Regions from separate parts of the Sus scrofa genome. Here region 1 is linked to region 2. A link is a contact called in public HiChIP or PLAC-seq data. All regions are on one chromosome and are shown on one strand. Each heading gives the region's core, a stretch centred on a gene start, on an enhancer-like site or on the middle of the called end of the contact. The rest is flanking DNA. Distances are from core to core; before and after follow the strand shown. Region 1 overlaps RAB11FIP4 (rab11 family-interacting protein 4). Region 2 holds the start of COPRS (coordinator of PRMT5 and differentiation stimulator).

Evidence for each region. HiChIP or PLAC-seq counts read pairs in DNA pulled down with a chosen protein or histone mark.
Region 1: an H3K27ac HiChIP or PLAC-seq map of alveolar macrophages shows a contact between it and region 2. The contact joins the enhancer-like site here to the promoter of COPRS in region 2. A contact is called at or near these places in 1 of 5 promoter capture datasets (liver), 11 of 47 Hi-C or Micro-C datasets (alveolar macrophages, blood, embryonic fibroblasts and 6 more) and 1 of 2 datasets of contacts at active chromatin or transcription factors (alveolar macrophages).

The regions. Positions count from the first base shown.
Region 1 is chr12:43,428,992-43,435,350 of Sscrofa11.1, forward strand. All of the region lies in intron 3 of RAB11FIP4 (rab11 family-interacting protein 4), which reads right to left. Among named protein-coding and RNA genes, the nearest start is that of RAB11FIP4, 42 kb to the right of the region's middle. Within about 2 kb of position 2,895, at least 11 of the 83 cell types and tissues checked have an H3K27ac peak or open chromatin away from gene starts, as enhancers often do. A contact at or near this core is called in alveolar macrophages and liver, where this site is marked.
Region 2 is chr12:43,088,534-43,095,632 of Sscrofa11.1, forward strand. It overlaps COPRS (coordinator of PRMT5 and differentiation stimulator), which reads left to right and starts at 2,648. Exons shown (of 4, transcript XM_003131747.4): 1 at 2,648-2,857; 2 at 5,184-5,250. The coding sequence starts at 2,759. UTP6 (U3 small nucleolar RNA-associated protein 6 homolog) reads left to right here. Exons shown (of 19, transcript XM_003131746.4): 19 at 1-946.

The sequences.
Region 1 (6,359 bases), core at 1,645-4,144, 340 kb after region 2:
CGAGGATCTTGGGGAAGATGGGGTGGGGTGGGGGGAACCAGGTCCCAGGTTCAGACAAAAGGGAAAGCTGGTAGGTCCCAGTGAGAAGTTAGGGTTTAGGATTTATTTAGCTTCTTATGGCTGCACCTGCAGCATATGGAAGTTCCTTCCCATACTAGGGGTCGAATTGGAGCTGCAGCTGCCAGCCTACACCACAGCCACAGCAACGCCACAGCAACGCCACATCTGCTGCCTATGTGGATCCTTAACCTGCTGAGCGAGGCCAGGGGTCAAACTCGCATCCTCATGGATACTGGTTGGGTTCTTAACCCACTGAGCCACAGCAGAACTCCAGGGTTTAGGATTTTACCCTAAGATGACTGGGAGTGGTTGGGACATCTTAAGTGAGGGAGTTCCAGGACCTGATTCAAGAGTTTAGAAGGACGCTCTGAATGGAAAAAAAGAAAAATCATTATATAAATAAATAAATTAAATAATGGGTATTAAAAAAAAAAAAAGGACACTCTGGCTGCTGCAGGGAGAAAGGCAGGAGAGAGGGCAGGTGACCAGGTGGGGGTGAAGCTACCATGGGGGTGGAACGTGGGGGTGGAGAGAAGTGGGCACCTTGGGCCTTGTGGACCAGTTGGCAATGGAAGGAAGGAGAGAAATAAACATGGGGAAAAGACTGTCTCTCCTGCAAGTGGTGCTGGGAAAGTTGGACAGCTGCATGTAAATCAATGAAATTAGAACACAGCCTCACCCCATGCACAAAAATTAAACTCAACATGGCTGGAACACCTAAACATAAGACATGACACCATAAAACTCCTGAAGAGAACACAGGCAAAATACTCTTTGACATAAATTATGCAAATGTTTTCTTAGGTCAGTCTCCCAAGGCAATCAAAATAAAACAAAAATAAACAAATGGGACCTAATCAAACTTACAAGTTTTTGCATAGCAAAGGAAACCATAAAAAAAAAAAAAAAAAGACAACAGCAACAACAAACTCAAAAGGCAACCTACAGAATGGGAGTAAATATTTGGAAATGATGTAACCAACGAGGCTTAATTTCCAAAATATACAAACAACTCATACAATTCAATAACAAAAAAACAACCCAATTGAAAAATAGGCATAAGACCTAACATAGACATTTCTCCAAAGAAGACATACAGACGGCCAGTAGGCACATGAAGAGATGCTCAGCATCACCACTCATGGAGAAATGCAAATCAAAACTGCAATGAGGTACCACCTCACACCAGTCAGAGTGGCCATCATTAAAGAGTCTTCAAATAACAAATGATAGAGTGAGTATGGAGAAAAGGGAACACTCTTACACTATTGGTGCGAATGTAAGTTGATGCAGTCACTATGGAAGGCAGTATGGAGGTTCTCAGAAAACTAAAAATAGGACTACCATATGACCCAGCAATCACACTCTTGGGAATATATCTGGACAAAACTATAATTCAAAAGGATACAGGCACCCCTATGTTCACAGCAGCACTATTTACAATAGCCAAGACACGGAAACAACCTAAATGTCCATCAACAGATGAACGGATTAAGAAGATGTGGCACGTATATACAATGGAATACTACTTAGCCATAAAAAAGGACAAAATAATGCCATTTGCAGCAACATGGATGGAACTAGAGATTCTCATACTAAATGAGGTAAGTCAGAAAGACAAAGACAAATACCACATGATATCATTTACACATAGAATCTAAAATATGACACAAATGAAGCTATCCACAGAGGAGAAACAAACTCACAGACATAGAGAGCAGAACTGTGGTTGCCCAGGAGGAGAGGAGAGGAAGAGGGATGGACTGGGAATTTGGGGTTAGTAGATTGCAAACTATTATATTTAGGATGGATAAATAAGGCCTTACTGTAGAGCACAGGGAACGGTATTCACTCTACTGGAATAATAATAGACCACTATGGAAAATAATATAAAAAAGAATATATATATATACATACATATAACTGAGTCTGCTATATAGAAGAAATTTGCACAACATTGTAAATCAACATCGTAAATCAATAATTTAAAATCTTTTAGAAAAGTTATAATAAGATTAGGACAACTTGATATGGAATTTATCTTATTTTATTTTTATTATTTTATTTTATTTTTAAGGGCCACACTCGTGGCATATGGAGATTCCCAGGCTAGGGGTCTAATCGGAGCTGTAGCCACTGGCCTACACCACAGCCACAGCAACATCAGATCCGAGCCACGTCTGTGACCTACACCACAGCTCATGGCAACACTGGATCCTTAACCCACTGAGCAAGGCCAGGGATGGAACCCGCAACCTCATGGTTCCTAGTCGGATTCGTTAACCATTGAGCTACGACAGGAACTCCATCTTATTTTTTAAAGGGCTGAACCCTCGGCATATAAAAGTTCCCAGGCTAGGGGCTGAATCAAAGCTGCAGCTGCTGCCCTACACCAGAGCTGTGGCCAACATGGGATTCGAGCCGCATCTGTGACCTACACCACAGCTCATGGCAACACCGGATCCTTAGCCTCCCGAGACCTGCCCGCAACCTCATGGATACTAGTTGGGTTCGTTACCGCTGAGCCACAACAGGAACTCTGAATGTGGAGTTTATATTAGATAATATATTGCATCGCTGTCACACTTCCGACAGGTGATACCAGTGCTGTGGTTATGTGAAGTGTCATAATGTCTGCAACTAACTTACAAACAGTCCCCCCCCCAAAAAAAAACCCTCAAAACGACAAAAAAAAAAAAAAAAAGCAAAAAACAGAGACACACAGAGAGGAAGAGAAACAAATGGAGAAGTACGCTTGCTCGGTCGTCAGGGAGTCCGTGTGATCTGCTCTCCACTCTTGCAACGTCTATAGGGCAGCCCGAGCTCTCGGAAGTTTTCAAAACTGGGCGGCAGACGAGGAACGCTCCCAGTGAGATTCCTCTTGGGCTCTGATCCATGGAGCCCCCGTGGACCCTCGCAGGCCACTCTCTGGGGAGGCAGTCACGGCTCAGTGGCCAACAGGAATGCTCCCTGCCTGGGCCTGAGCACCCAGGCAGCCAGGTGCTATGGGGCACGGACACCCGGGGCCCGGGCCCTGTGGTCCCAAACCACTCCTCCCCAGAGGATACTTCCAGGGCCGCGTGAACAGGCCAGCTGCTATTTGGACACACGCGCTGTGTCAGGCGTTGGCCACGTTCACCTCCGCAGTCCATTCTCAGGGAAGGAAGTATTGACGTGAATTGACCAGAGCCCGGGACACGGCACGGGTCGTGGCTCAGTGGAATCCCTCAAGGAGCTTTAAAAAGTGCAGATGTTGGAGTTCCCGTAGTGGCTCAGTGGTTAACAAATCCAACTAGGAACCCTGAGGTTGTGGGTTCAATCCCTGGCCTCGCTCAGTGGGTTAAGGATCTGGCGTTGCTGTGGCTGTGGTGTAGGCCGGCGGCCACACCTCTGATTAGATCCCTAGCCTGTGGAACCTCCTTATGCGGCGGGTATAGCCCTAGAAAAAACCAAACAAAGAAAAAAATTGCAGATGTCTGGGTCCTTTGCCTCTACAAGTTCTGGGTTAACGGGTCTGAGGGACAGCTGGGCATTAAGAATCTTAAAAGCTCCAGGGAAATTCTAATATGCGACAAAACTTGAAAATGGCTGGCATAGGTCCTTGGTTTTCAATATTGGGTGTGCATTAGAATTACTCTGGGAGCTCGTAAAAAGAGATGAGTGGGAGTTCCTGTCGCGGCTCAGTGGTAATGAATCCAACTGGCATCCATGAGGTTTCAGGTTTGATCCCTGGCCTCACTCAGTGAGTTGAGGATCCAGCATCGCCGGGAGCTGTGATGTAGGTCACAGATGCAGCTCGGATCGCAAGTTGCTGTGGTGTAGGATCCCAACGGCTGTGCTGTAGGCTGGGGAGGCTTTAGCTCCAATTGGACCCCTAGCCTGGGAACCTCCATATGCTGCAGGTGTGGCCCTAAGAAGACAAAAGATGAAAATAAAATAAAATGCAATAAATAAAATAAATAAAAAATAAAAATAGATGAGTGGACCCCTCCCTAAACTAAGTGAATTAGGATCTCTGGGATGAGGGACCAGGCATCAGGATGGCTTGAGAGCAGCCTGCACCATTCCGGTGTGAAGCCAGGGTTAAGAAGCACCAGTTTAGACTGTGCTGTTTCTGAGAACTAGCATCGTCCTGATGCAACTGTACGTGTGAACTAACACCCGTCCTTAAGCAACTGCATGTATTTGTGTTTTCCCACAGTTCCCTGTGTTAAAAATTTACTTAATCATCAGTGAGGGAACCAGTAGGCTGGAATAGCTGCTTCGGAGGAGAATGGGCGAGATTAAAGTATTTCCAGTCAATGAAAGAAAAGATGCTGAAAGAAGACGGCAGTTAGACACAAAATTGGTTCATCCCCTGCGGGGCTGAAAAACCAAACTTGACCCCTTCTGCTTGGCTTAAAAAATGGGGATAGGAGTTCCCGTTGTGGCTCAGTGGGTTAAGAACCCGACTATCATCCATGAGGATGCGGGTTCAGTCTCTGGCCTCACTCAATGGGTTAATCAGAATTTAGGGTGTCTCAAAGATATGACCCAAGGATCTTTTTATTGTCACAGAAATTCTGAGGCTTGGGATGAGTGGTCTTTCCTTTGGAAGGAGGACGGTGTTGGAACAGAAGAAAATACTGGGGCCATAGTTAAGAATCAAGTAAGGCTAGGAGACACCCTCCCCCATCACGTCACCAATGCAAGTCTGATGCCACCAGCCACCCACACCCTCACCAGCACAGCTGAATCGGAGCGCTGTTTGTCAGGGAAAGTATTTTTAGAATTTAAACGTACCACGGTTGCAAGTGGTTTCAGAAAGGCTTGCTTCCAAATGGATGAAATTAAGCAATGGTGGACCTGGACCTCCAGGCCTTACACACCCCCAGGCCAGTTCTAGGGAGAAGCTCAGGGCAGATTTTTAAAAACCGTACTGATGAGACGGGTTTGGCAAAGCTCCTTCTGGTTTTTTTGTTTTTTCTTTTTCTTTTTATGGCTGCACATGCTGCACATGGAAGTTCCTAGGCTAGGGCTCAAGTCAGAGCTGCATTTGTGACCTACACTGCAGTTTGCAGCAGCACCAGATTCTTAACCCACTGAGCGACGCCAGGGATCGAACCCATATCCTCACAGAGACAACGTCGGGTCCTTAACCCACTGAGCCACAACGGGAACTCCCAAAGCTCCTTCTGAATATGAGCAGAGGAGCCAGTTTGGGCTTCGGTGGAGGTCCTGATTCCCAGCAAACCCCCTTGGGGGGCGGCCTAAGCATAACCCTGTCAAGAGCTTCTGGTTCCTGCGAGGTGGACTGGGCAGGAGGGAGGGTCACAGGGGCTGAGAACAAAAAGGGAAAATTGGATCCCTGCCTCACTGGTAGACGTTAAAGTTCATCCCATGGGTCAAAGCTTTAAACATGAAACCAAACACATAAAACAAAAATAAAAATAGAATGGTGTCCCAGCCTTGGGTGGGAAAGCTTTCTGAGCATTACACCAAAGCCCGAAGCCACAGTGGAAAACATGAATGGATTGGCCATAAAACTCTTTTAAATTTGCTCTCATACACAAAGTTAAAAATAAATGGCGAGCTGACCAAATATTTGTAAGGTTGTGTCCGAAAGTTAATATTTTGAGTTAAGTCAATGGAAATGAATACATCCAGAGAAACCAGGTGAAGGATGTGGGCAGGCAAGTCATGAAGAGAGAGCTCCTTGTGACCAATAAAGGCAATTTGAGAAGTCCAACCATGTTGTAATTCAAAAAAAGCCATCCTAATTTTAGCCTCTTAAATGAAAGATTTAAGAAAGCAGAAAAAAAAAAAATGTGTGAGGAGTTCCCGTCGTGGCGCAGTGGTTAACGAATCCGACTAGGAACCATGAGGTTGCGGGTTCGATCCCTGCCCTTGCTCAGTGGGTTAAGGATCCAGCGTTGCCGTGAGCTGTGGTGTGCGCTGCAGACACGGCTCGGATCCCATGTTGCTGTGGCTCTGGCGTAGGCCGGTGGCTTCAGCTCTAATTGGACCCCTAGCCTGGGAACCTCCATATGCCGCGGGAGCTGCCCAAGAAATAGCAAAAAGACAAAAAAAAAAAAAAAAAAAGGCACCACGGCCAGTATCCAAAGGGTAGTAGGAACCTAACACAATCCTGATGAAAGAGTCATTGAGACAACTTGTCTGGAAAGGAATTGACAGATGCATTAGAAATTTTAAGATATGCATCCTTTGGGTCAAGCAGTTGCCGCCTGGTGATTTTTTTTTTTTTTTTTTTTTTTTTTCCTTTTTAAGGCTGCACCAGTGGCATATGGAAGTTTTCAGGC
Region 2 (7,099 bases), core at 1,398-3,897:
CCCTTGTCTTGCTCAGGGGGTTAAGGATCTGGCATTGCTGCAAGCTGCTGAAGATGCGACTTGGATCTGGTGTTGCTGTGGTATAGGCTGGCAGCTGCAGCTCTGAAATCCCTTGCCTGGGAATGTCTATATGCTGAAGGTGTGACAGTTAAACAAGAAAAACGAACATTAAGAGATTATTAAAAAAGTATATTCTGTCTCTGGGACTGATATGAAGAGGTGTTTACATTGGGGAGGCCTGGCAACAAAAAAAAGTCAGGGGTAGGGAGTAGATTAGAAAGAGAAGGGTTTTCAGAGGCGAGGATAGAGGATGGCTTGGAGCAGAGAAGAGCATTCTGGGCGCGGAGGAGGCAGTTGTTTGACTTGTATCTCCTTTAACATGATGTCATTGGGCGAAGTATTACTTAATGTTGTGTTTCACTTAATATTATGTTTTTTTCCCCCATATCATTAAATAACCTTAAAAATTTTTAGTGAATTTATAACATTCCATTGTATAGATGAGCCATGACTTATTTTACTGATCTCTTATGGTTGGATCTTGTCATTTCTAATTTTTCTTAGAAATGCTGTTGGTGAAGATTCTTATCAATCTTTGTTCATATCCCTGGTTATTGCCTTAGAAGACTAACATCTGAAAATAGAATTACTGTATTAAAGGATTTAACTATTTTAAAGAACATGGATATGTACTGTCACTTTGCTTTGTATGAAAATACTTTGGAGCACTGTGTGAAAAGTCAACACCCTTACCTGCTGTTGATATTATATTTCTTATATTTCCCATTTTAATAGATGTAAAGGGGTGTAGGTCATTGTTTTATTGTGTATTTCTTTGATATTAGTGTAGTTACTGTGTTTTTTTCTGGTACTCTTTTCATGTTTGACTATTTTTTGAATTTTTTTAAACTAATTTATAAAGAATTTTTTATGTATGAGGAATGCTAATCTTAAGTTTGTCTCTTTATTACTAATGATGTGTCCCCAGCTTTTTTTTTTCTTCTTCTAGTGTTTTTTTGAGGTCCAGAGGTTTTCTATGTGTGGGGTCTGATTTTTATTGTTGAAAACCCTACCTCTTGATGAGGACGACTCTTTTTTTTTTCCCCAAGCAGTGAACTAAATTTTCCACAATACCATTTGTGGCCATTTTTCTCTGACTGATTTATAATACCTTTATTATATTTCTATGAATATTAGAGTCATTTTAGGGCATTTTCATTAGGACCTTTTGTACTCTCTATGGTGTTTGTATGTCATTTATATTAAAATGAGAAAAATTTCCTCTTTCTCTTCTCCAGTAAGTCTTAGGAAGGTCAACATTTTAAATCCTTAAAGGGCTTTTTTATTTTAGGAAAGAGATACTTGTCACATTTCAGACATGAGAGTGAAGAGCAGGGTGGTTGACTCCTTAAAGCAAGGCTTGTGAGGGTGGGTCACCCTGCGGTCACACAACCCTCTACCTGATTCTCACCATTGCAGGTTATGGAAGTGCATCTAGCTAGTTCACCTAGAGCTGCACTGTTAGATGGGGTAGCTTCTCCCCACGTGTGGGAACTTAAATTTATTGAAATTAGATAATTCAGATTTTCATTTACTCTGGCCACATATTTACCATGCTAGACAGCACAGATAATAGAACTTTTATTTCTACCATGGCATATGGTTCTGTTGGACACTGTTGACCTAGATTCAGTTAGATTTGGGGAAACTAACTCATGAGTTGGAGCAGAACACACATTAATTGGTCACATTCTCTCCCCTGTGGGAAAGTCGACATATGATTTGTTAGGCTAAAATGTTCAAATGCTTTATATAGTGTATAAACAGCACATTCTTGAGGGAAATGAAGGAATAGGCCCTCTAATGTCTCAGATTGTGGTAAGGTGGCCTGGTGAGCAAGGAGTCCCACCTTCCAGCTTTTCTGCTTCTTAAGGGTTAACATGACTATCCCACCTTGAGCAGATATGTTATTGGAGTTTAGGCAGGGAAGGTGTATCCCCTGCTCAGGCGCTGCCTGTCAGAATTCTGCTGCCCTCAGGTTGTAGAGGGCCAGACTTGGAGCATTAAAAGAGAGAAGCCCAGGTGAGACCATACCAGCACAGTACAGAAGGTTTAGGGTTACTGTGACCAAGTATCAGCCTATAAGGATGTCTGCATGTTGTAGGAGTTTGTTTTGATCATCTATTCCTAGGTTTCTAACGGGTTTGAGAAGTCACTAACTCAAGGTGGAGGATAACTGGGTTGCTGAGTTGTCTCATCCATTTGTGAGTTATAGTCTAATTTCAGCCTAAGCTCCAGAGAAACCTATTTAGAGACAAGAGTGAGATGCGGTTGGAGCTTCAACTGTGTGAAGTTTTGAGAGCTGAGTTTTATACATCATCATGTAGACGCCTAACAGGAAATCGAGGTTTTGAAGCAGAAGCATATCCAGTGTGGTTGCGTAGGGATAACACTTGGCATTCCAGACCCAACTAGTCATCCAGCCCTGGGGTCCGCACCTGGTCAGGACGTTCCAAAATCCTACTCCAGAGCGGGTACGTGAGCAGGAGGCCTTTGCAGTCGGGCTCGCCCCGCCCCCTTGCTCCGCCCCGCCCCGCCCCGCCCCCGGCTTCCTCGTGACCCCCGCGCCCCGCCCCCCGTCCGGGAGCACCCCCGGCTGATTGGCCCTCCGCGGCGTATCCTTGGGCTGGCTGCCAGGCTGGTGCGTCACGTGGCTGAGCAGCGAGCGTCTCGGGCTCAGAGCCGCTGGCCGCCGGGCATGGACCCTCTCACCGCTGGGGCCCAAGCGTTGGGGGCCGCGGAGCCGCCGCGGGGCCGGCCGCAGCTGAGCGCGCGGGAGGCGTCCCCCGCCCCGGGGGTGAGCGCGGCGCGGGGCCTGGGCGCGGTCACCACCTGCGGCCGGGGGCGGGAAGTTGCGGGGCTCATGGGGCGGGCCGGGTGGGGGGCCGCGGAGCCGGGGAAGCGCCTCGGGCCTCCCTGCGAACGGGGAGCGCCGTTTGGGCACGCGCCCGAGCTGGAAACGGCCGGGTCGCGGGGCGGCGGAGCAGGGTACCTCGTGGTCGTGGGTGGGCGCGCCGGGCGGAGAGGTCTAGCTGGCGGCCCACGAGCGCCTCGGCGTCCTTGCTAAATGGGCGGTGATGCTGCTGACCGAGAGCTGGGCCTGGGCTGGGGCCAGGTGAAGGCAGCGAGTAGAGCGATCTTCTCTGGCGGATCCATGTCCCTTCGTGGCGATGCTCAGCTAACCCTGAGCACCAGATGATGTCTGCTGCGCTCTCTCCTCTAACCTTTACTGAAAGCAAAAGGCCGCGTTTGACGCAGGGTTTCCAGAAACTTGTTTTCATTTGCGCGCCGGACCACCATTAACAGTCATGTCCTGCCCCGTTTACAGTCAATAATCCCTATTAGACATGAGCTCGTTGAGGTAGGAACCCTCTAGTGCTGGTTAACCAGGTGACCAGCATAGTGCCTGACACCACAGACACGCATATTAATTGGATGGAGGAATAGAATGCTTGTTTAGGCATCACAGAAAGTACTTAACCAAAGAAAGATATAAAAAATGTAGTGATGGGTTTAGAAAGAAAATTACTTTGGGGGTGCAGGTAGGATGAGACTGGTTTTGTCAGGGCAGAGCAGGAAGGTTTGTGCGCTTCCTCTCTAGGGTCGGGGGGATGCTTGTTCCTGGCAAAGGTCTGGAGGTGAGGAAGTGCAGGGCGAATGGCCGGGAGCTTTGGTCCCAGAGCTGGGCGAGAGAACTATCTCCGTAGGTTGATGGGGCTGGAGGCCATGGAGAAGTTTGTGGTCCCACAGTGGAGGCCTTCGGAGCAGAGTATTGATTAGCGCTGTCAGGCTGGGCAAGATGGGTGAGTGAAGCCAGTTAGGGGGCTCTTGCAGTGGAAGAAGTGAGAGGTCCCACTCCTGGCCAGCAGTAGTGACCAGGAGTTGTCACTTAACCATAGGAGGTGGAATTAACTCATTAAATCCAGGCAGATGATGAGCTAATTGGGACAGGTGCCAAGTGCAGTGTAGCTTTAGGAGCAAAGAAGGTGAATTAAAATTCAACAGATGGGAGTTCCTGTTGTGGTGCAGCGGAAACAAATCCGATTAGCATCCATGAGGATGCAGGTTCCATGCCTGGCCTCGCCCAGTGGGTCGGCAATCTGGCGTTGCCATGAGCTGTGGTTTTGGTCGCAGATGTGGCTCAGATCCCGAATTGCTGTGGCTGTGGCGTAGGCCAGCAGCTGTAGCTCTGATTCGACCTCCAGCCTGAGAACGTCCACATGCCACAAGTGCGGCCCTAAAAAGACACACAGCAACAGATGTTATATTCTTGCCGTGTGCTAGGTGTTTTCATGAGTGTTATCTCAGTATAAGCCTCCCACAAAGTCAGAACAGGCATCCCCCGTGTCCTGACAAACTCAGGCATGGTAGCTGAAGTGCTGTGTCCAGGGTACACACTGAATGAATGGGCTTGTAATCAGGTCTTCTCATGCAGGCTGTGAGTATTTCACTTAGAAAGAGGTCTTACAGGTGATGGGGTTTCAGGAACTTTTGAGTGATGGGAGCAGAAAAGCACATGGTTGGCTATGAGGGAAGATTTCCCTTCATCGCCTAAAAAAGCTCTCTTGTCCCCATGGATCCATCAGGAGACAGCATTTGATAAAAAGAGCTGTTCCCTAGATAAAAGTCGGTTTGTAACTGAAAAGGTAAGGAGGAGCTTGCTGCTGTAGGAAACCAAACCAAGCCCTGGGGCTCAGGGAACAAAAGAGGTGAGGTTGGAATGATTACAGGGGAGAGGCTTTGCAGCCCGCTGAAATTCCAGCCTCAGAAGAGGGGGCACTGCCCTGGCTAGTGCTGGGGTCTCTGAGCTTGGCGTCGGGGTCCTGAGGACCTGTGACTCCGAGCACTCAGGAGAGGGCTGGGCAGGAGGCTGGCTCTGCGCGTGCTGGATGCAGGCAGCTAGGAAGGCAGGCGATTCTGCCGGCCCGTCCCTACAGGAGTAGGAAGGAGCCGGGCCCTTCTTCCTCGGGCTTGGCCCAGCCTGACACGGCAAAGCAGAAACGTGGGTTGCAGAGTCCCCACCCCAGCCTCCCGAAGTGCGCTATGGAAGGGTGGAAGTGGGGCTGAAATCCTGGCTCTCCGCAGGCCTCCAAGGCCCGGGTAATTGTTTCTTCTTCCCGCAGGCTGCCTTTGTGCTGGCTGACCACTCTGGTCAGGAGAGAGAGACTGAGAAGGCCATGGATCGACTAGGCAAGTAGCTGGCGGAGCCTGGGGGGAGGTGGGTGTTGGGAAAGACCGAGGAAGTGACAGAGAAGGAAGGTCGGTCCCCGGCTTGGTTAGGTACCTCCTCTTTGTAGCCAGCCCTCCTCTTCCCCAGCCGGTTGCCTTTTCTGCCTAGTGTTTCAGGCGTCTTCTCGTTTGGAAGCCCCCCCCCTCCCCCTGCAAGAGAGTCTTGGGCCTGGGTCCAGATCCACCCCTTCTGCCGAGGAAGACAGCCCAGGGCAGCGGAAAGTGTGCAGGCTTTGCAGGCGGCTGAAATTGTTTCCCTTTCAGCTCTGGGACTGGGTCCTGGGCTTTAGTTTTGTGGCTTTATATTTTTTATCCTTTTTCTATCTTTAAAATGGGGATAATAATACTTCCTTAGAGGGTTGTCTGAGGATGGGGTGATAGGATGTAGAACTGAAATCCCCACTCCAAATAGCTGTTTAATTATAACGAAATAAAGTGGAAAATTCACTTCCTTGGTCACATGGGCCACATTTCAAATGCTCAGTAGTCAGACACGGCCATGGCTAGCCTTTCGGACAGCACAGATTGTAGTAAGTATGTTATCGTCATCACAGAAAGTTCTCTTGGCCAGTGCTGGTCTGGATAAAGCACCAAGCACATAAATAGGGGTAGTCCTAGCAGCTAACACTTCACTGAGTACTCACTGTGTGCCATGTACAGTTCTAAGTGGGTTTTTTTTTTTTTTTTCCTTTAAAAACCCTGACAATGGCTCTATCTGCCTGTGATAGATGAGGAAACCGAGCTACAGAGCAAAAACCTTAAAGATTGTGGAAGAAGACACATAACATGAACCATTTGAAAGTGTACAATTCAGTGGCATTTGGCCCAATCACAATATTGGGCCAGTCACCACCACTGTTTAGTTTCAGAACATTCTCCTGGCCCCCAGAGGAAACGCTGTATCTAAGAAGCAGTCACCCCCTACACTCCCCTTCTTGAGCCCCTGGCTACCACAGATCTGCTTTCTGTCTCTGTGGATTTACCTGTTCCGTATAGGCACATATGAGTTGCTTATAAATGGAGTTACATGATATATATATGTATATTTCCCCCCCCCTTTTTTACAGTCTCACTCATGGCATATGGAGGTTCCCAAACTAGGGGTCGAATCAGAGCTACTACTGCCGGCCTCTGCTGCAGCCACAGCAACTCGGGATCTGAGCTGCGTCTGCGACCGACACCACGGCTCAGGGCAATGCCAGATCCCTGACCCACTGAATGAGACCAGGGATTGAACCTGCATCCTCATGGATGCTAGTCAGATTCGTTTCTGCTGCGCCACAGTGGGAACTCCAATATGCGGTTTTTTTATGTCTGACTTCTTTCACTCAGCATGGTTTTTTCACGGTTCATGTTGTAGCAGGTAGCAGTACCTTCATTTCTTTATTATGGCTGAATAATTCCATCACAGTTTATTTACCCATTCATCAGCGGATAGCTGTTTGGGTTGTTTCTGCCATTTGGTGATTGCGAACAGTGCTGCTCTGAACATTTTTGTGCACATTTTCTTTGAACCTTTGCTCTCTTTGGGTCATCCGCTTAAGAGTGGGATTGCTGGGTGCTGCGGTCATTCTCCCTTGTAAGTTTCGGAGGAATTGGTTGCGTCAGTTTCAGCTCAGTCACACATGTTTGTAATTAGAAGAACTGGGATTTGAACTGCGGTTGTTGGGCTCCGGAACCCACGTCCTGAACTTTATGGCTCGTGGCTGTCATCCTTGTACAGTGTTAATGGCATGGCTGTTTTTAGGCTGATTGTTTGCCCAGCTCTGACGTGGCATCACCATAGCACTGTGTGCTTGGAGGTCCATTA